2 separate regions of the Mus musculus genome follow, and region 2 is linked to region 1. The links are chromatin contacts, called in public promoter capture Hi-C maps. All regions are on one chromosome and are shown on one strand. Each heading gives the region's core, a stretch centred on a gene start, on an enhancer-like site or on the middle of the called end of the contact. The rest is flanking DNA. Distances are from core to core; before and after follow the strand shown. Region 1 overlaps Tesk2 (testis-specific kinase 2). Region 2 overlaps Eif2b3 (eukaryotic translation initiation factor 2B, subunit 3).

Region 1 (2,676 bases), core at 77-2,576:
CACTAGGCTGAACAACTTGAGTTCTATCTCCAAGACCAATACTGTGGAAAAAAAGAACAGACTCCTGCAGGTTATCCTCTGATCTCCTTATCACACACACACAGAGCAAGTAAATAAATAAATGTTTAAAAACATTAAAAGCAGGGCTGGCTGGAGAGGTGGCTCAGTGCTTAAGAGCACTAGCTGTTCTTCCAGAGGACCCAGGGCTCAAATTCCAGCACCCACACGGCAGCTTACACCAGTCTTTAATTCCAGTTCCAGGGGATCCGACATCCTCATAACAGATGTATATGCAAGCAAAACAGCAATGCACATAAAATAAAAATAAGCATTGAAGCCGGGTGGTGGTGGTGCACACCTTTAATCCCAGCATTTGGTAGGCAGAGACAGGTGGATTTCTGAGTTCGGCTACACAGAGAAACCCTGTCTCGAAAACAAAACAAACCAACCAACCAAACAAACAAACAAAAAAAACATTGAAAACTTTTTTTTTTTAATTAAAAAATAAAAAGAAGTGCAGATCTTGAGCTTGGGCGATGACAACAGGTAAACAGCCTACTTCGAGGCCTGATGACCTGAGTGCCATCCTTGGAACCCACACAAAGGGAGGAGAGAGCCAAATCCACAAAGCTGTCCTCTGGCTTCCATACACAGTATTAATACTACTAATAAATACCTCTTTAAAAGAGTCCAGCTCCTAGCTCCTACGCTCCCATGGACAGTGTGGGTCACACACAGTGTTCTGTGTAAGCAGTTACTGAGTGAGAGGTCATAACCACCCAATCAGTGAGCTTGATTATAAAACAGCATTTTACTGCCACTATGTACTGAGACCTTGTCTCCAAAGGCATAAAGAAAAGAAAGGAGGAATATTTCCAGGCAGGCACTAGGCTGGGAAGCCAAGATGTATTTGATTTATTTAATTAGTATTTATAAAGAAGTCAGGCAATAACATCCTATCACTCACAGAACACAACCACAGGCACAGACATCATATGACAGTCTTCTACCTGCTTTCTTTCCCACCCTGCTTTGGCATCATTATATCACAATTAGGAGCATTGCTTTTCTACCTGACCTCATTCCTTACACAGCCGACTAGCACTGATACACTCAAAGTGGTGTCATTGGGCTGGGAGCATAGTTTGATGGGTAGAGGTCTTGCCTAGCATAAACATAAATTGTGTGTGGTGGTGTATCTTTATAGTACCAGCCTACAAAACGTAAAGGCTTTGAGTCATCGAACTCTAAGGCCAGCCTGCTCTATGCACAAGTTCATTTCCACATTAAAACCTGAAAAGCCATCTAGATATGGTGGCATGAACTTGCAGTTCCAGCACTTTGGCTGCAGCAGCAGGACTGTAAGTCCAAGGTCAGTGTGGGCTACACAGTGAAACCCAGTCTCAAAACAGGAGGCACTTAAATAAAACCACACTCTTCCTGATTCATTCTGAGCCTCTCTTCCTCCCTTTCTTTGTTTTAGTTTATTTTGTTTTGTGCGTCTGCTGTTGTGTTGTTTTCTGTAGCACAGGGTGGATGGGCTTGAATTTACAATGTATGTGTGGGTGGCCTTGAACACGTGCTCCTCCTGTGCTACTGCACCTAGCTTCTGAATGATTGCCCACTCCCTCCTCAATCATGAGAGCCAGCATTTACTTAAGTGACTCAGAATGAAGCTGTGCTCTTTTCTTTTCTTTCTTTTTTCCCTTTTCTTTCCTTTCTTCCTTCCTTTCTTCCTTTTTTTCTCTCTCTCTTTCTCTTTCTCTCTCTTTCTTTCTTTCAAGACAGGGTTTTTCTGTGCAGCCTTGGCTGTCCTGGAACTTACTATGTAGACCAGGCTGGACTTAAACTCAGAAATCCGCCTGCCTCTGCCTCCCAAGTGCTGGAGGTTAAAGGAATGCACCACCATTCCAGGCCTTGGAAGTGCGTTCTTAGGCAAGTGCTTAAAAGCTAGTGAGGGCTCAAATTTGTTATTTTCAGTTTTATATTATATACTGATTCATATCAAGAAGAAAATTGGGATCTTGTTTTATTTTTATTTATTTATTTTTGGTGTGTATGTGTGTTTTTGTGTGTGTACATAGGTACACTATTCCAAATGTGCTGGTGTGTGTGTGTGTGTGTGTGTGTGTGTGTGTGTGCGCGAGTACAGATACAGTATTCTATGTGTGCACAGTAAGAGATCAGAGGTCAACATCAGGTCTCCTCCCATCGCTCTCCGCCTTAATTCTTTTAAAGACTTCTTATTGGGGCTGGAGTGATGGATGGCTCAGTGGTTAAGACCAATAACTGCTCGTCTAGAAGACCAGTTCTCAGAACCACAATTATCTATATTCCAGTTATTAGGAACCCAACATCCTTTTCTGACCTCTATGGACACTGCATACATGTAGCACATTTACATATAAGCAGGCAAAACACTCATATACATAAAATAAAAAATTTTTTTAAACTTTAAAAAATTACGAGCACTGGTTCCTTTGGTTCCTGGCACCCACATGGTGGCTTACAACCATCTGTAACTCCCAGTTCCAAGAGGTCTAATACCTTCTTGTGACCTCTGTGGGAACCAGACATTCACTTGGTACACACACATATGCACATGCTGGTAAAATGCATATACATATAAAAAAAGATTAAAATAAATAATTTAAAGGAACAAAACCCAACCCCTTT
Region 2 (2,676 bases), core at 108-2,607, 280 kb before region 1:
CCTAGTCTAGAATAAATTCCAGGATAGCCAGAGCTACACAGTGAGACCCTGTCTTGGAGGAAAAAAAAAACACCCCAAACAAACAAAAATTTAAGTTAAAAAATGAAGGGCTAGGGCTGGTGAGATGGCTCAGTGGGTAAGAGCACCTGACTGCTTTTCCGAAGGTCCGAAGTTCAAATCCCAGCAACCACATGGTGGTTCACAACCACCCGTAATGAGATCTGACTCCCTCTTCTGGAGTGTCTGAAGACAGCTACAGTGTACTTACATGTAATCAATCAATCAATCAATCAATCAATCTTTAAAAAAAAAAATGAAGGGCTGGAGAGATGGCTCAGCGGTTAAGGGACTGCTCTTCCAGAGGTCCTGAGATGGTGGCTCACAACCATCTGTAATGGAATCCGATGCCCTCGTCTGGTGTGTCTGAAGACAGCTGCAGTGTACTCATATTAAAAAAAAAATCTCTTGAAAAAAAAATAAAACAAATTCTTACTCTTATGCTCAATGGATCAAGTGCTTTTATGCAAGCACGAGGACTTGAGTTTGGATCAATCCTCAGTATCCACATAAAAACTGGGGAAGGTAGCATGTGTGTCTCTACCTCCTGCACTGGGTGTGGAGGCAAAGACAAAGAGATCCCAGTCTAGCAGAAATAGCAGGTTCAGGTACAGTGAGGACCATGCCTTAAAGGGGGGATGGGCAGGGGAAGACACATGATGTTAACTTCTGGCCTTTACACAAGTACATGTGTGCAAGTAACTGACATACACATACATAACTCAATATATAACCGAGGCTGGACTTGAACTCATGACTGTCCTGTCTCAGCCTCTGGAGAGATGGGATTACAGCTGCATACTACCATACCTGGTATGCTTCACTGTTAGCTGTAGCTGTTTGTTTATCTACAAAAAAGTGTTAGTTGTGTAACATTTAGCTCTGGTGGTTGAAGCACTTGAGACCATCAATCACATGGTAGCTGGCCATTTCATCATATGCAGTGTTTGAATCTGAACGAGGGAAAAATTATACAGTTCTTTCCAAAAATCAAAATTAGTGAAATCCATAGGAAAAGCAAATATGGTCAATTTGAAGCTAAATTCTGAAGAGAACTCCAAATGGCACACACACAGCTCTGAAATATATTAATTCATCCATTACATGACAATTTGAGACTGTAGAAAAGTTTGTGACTGTCTAATTATGAGCTATCAACTTAATAGAGTTCTGGATCTAACTTGGAGTGTTTAACATATCAGTTCTTAGGCTCACAAAAACCTTGAATCACTTGAATGTCCTGAGAGCAATAATTTCCAGCCAGGCAATTTTTGGCTCTGTTGCTACATGGCCTTCCTCCCTGTATTGTTTCTTTATTGTTGCCACAGTAACTGGAAACTCTGACTAAAGATTACAGGCTCTTGGAGAGGCTTCTTTTCTGTCTTGCTTTATCGAAGTGAATTCCACTTGGGAGCAGAACGGGTAACCAGAATGTCTACCCATGAAGCAAGACTGCACAAACAAGGCCGAGAAAACAAATAAGACTGTGAACTTTGATTTCTCAAAAATTATGTCACATTCAAATATTCCTACTTGATTTTTACTTCTCTGATTGACGTTTCTATCTTTTCTACAGTTTTTATTCATTCCAAGAGTAAAACTGTACTCCTACTCCATAAAAAGTGTTACACTTGGGCGTTCAAAATTCTAACCCATTTTATGAAGTTAGCATGATCCTGATGCCAAAACCAGACGATAGGATAAATATTTACTCATTATACAGACACAAACAAGCTATACAAATTAAAAACAAATCAAAATTATACGAGTAGGAGCAATGGCACAGACAAGTAATAATGTCTGTATGGAGACAGGGTAGGGGGCTACAGCAACTTCAAGGCCAGCCCTACCTACACAGTGAGTTCCAGGGCAGCCAGCAAAACACACTAACCCTGTCCCAAACAACAGAAAACTCAAGCAGGACAGTGGTGACACACACCTTTAATCCCAGCAGTTGGGAGGCAGAGGCAGGCGGATTTCTGAGTTTGAGGCCAGCTACACAGAGAAACCCTGTCTCGAAAAACAACAACAACAAAACAACAGAAAACCCTACTTAAAAACCAGACTAGCCAGGTGCTGGTGGTGCACACCTTTGATCCCGGCACTTGGGAGGCTAAGGCAGGTGGACCACTGTGAGTTTGAGGCCAGCCTGGTCTACAGAGTGAGTTCCAGGACAGCCATGGCAGACTGTTTAAGACAGGGTTTCTTTGTGTAACCCTGGTTGTCCTGGAACTCTCTCTAGACCAGGCTGGCCTGGAACTCAAGTGATCCCCTTGACTCTGCCTCTCAAATGCTAAGATTAAAGGCATGAGCCACTACTGCAAGGCAGTAACTAGCTCTGACTAAAGGAGGATAGCTGACACTAATGCTGCAGAGACATTTGTAGCTTCTGTTTCCACTCTCACAGAACCTGCTGTTTGCAAACAAGTCACGGTCAGGCTCCTGGATGATGAACTAAATCAAGGAGAAGCCCAGCTCTCGAAGCTGAGCACCCAGATATCTTTCTCAGTCCTGGGATGGATGGTGGCCTCTGAGTTAAGAATGATAGCTGTGGTCACAGCAACACCACAGCCTCTTCCAGAATATTAGAACCAGGCACCTGAAAGCCTGAACAGGCCA

What was found. Capture Hi-C pulls out chosen DNA fragments and counts their contacts.
Region 2: a contact with region 1 is called in a promoter capture Hi-C map of adipose tissue. The contact joins two enhancer-like sites. A contact is called at or near these places in 1 of 484 Hi-C or Micro-C datasets (nephron progenitors) and 3 of 9 other capture datasets (adipose tissue, liver and pancreatic islet).

The regions. Positions count from the first base shown.
Region 1 is chr4:116,765,806-116,768,481 of GRCm38.p6, reverse strand. The region is part of intron 3 of Tesk2 (testis-specific kinase 2); the gene reads right to left. Among named protein-coding and RNA genes, the nearest start is that of Toe1, 40 kb to the left of the region's middle. Within about 2 kb of position 1,326, at least 17 of the 459 cell types and tissues checked have an H3K27ac peak or open chromatin away from gene starts, as enhancers often do. A contact at or near this core is called in adipose tissue, where this site is marked.
Region 2 is chr4:117,047,757-117,050,432 of GRCm38.p6, reverse strand. The region is part of intron 4 of Eif2b3 (eukaryotic translation initiation factor 2B, subunit 3); the gene reads right to left. Among named protein-coding and RNA genes, the nearest start is that of Eif2b3, 30 kb to the right of the region's middle. Within about 2 kb of position 1,357, at least 30 of the 459 cell types and tissues checked have an H3K27ac peak or open chromatin away from gene starts, as enhancers often do. A contact at or near this core is called in adipose tissue, where this site is marked.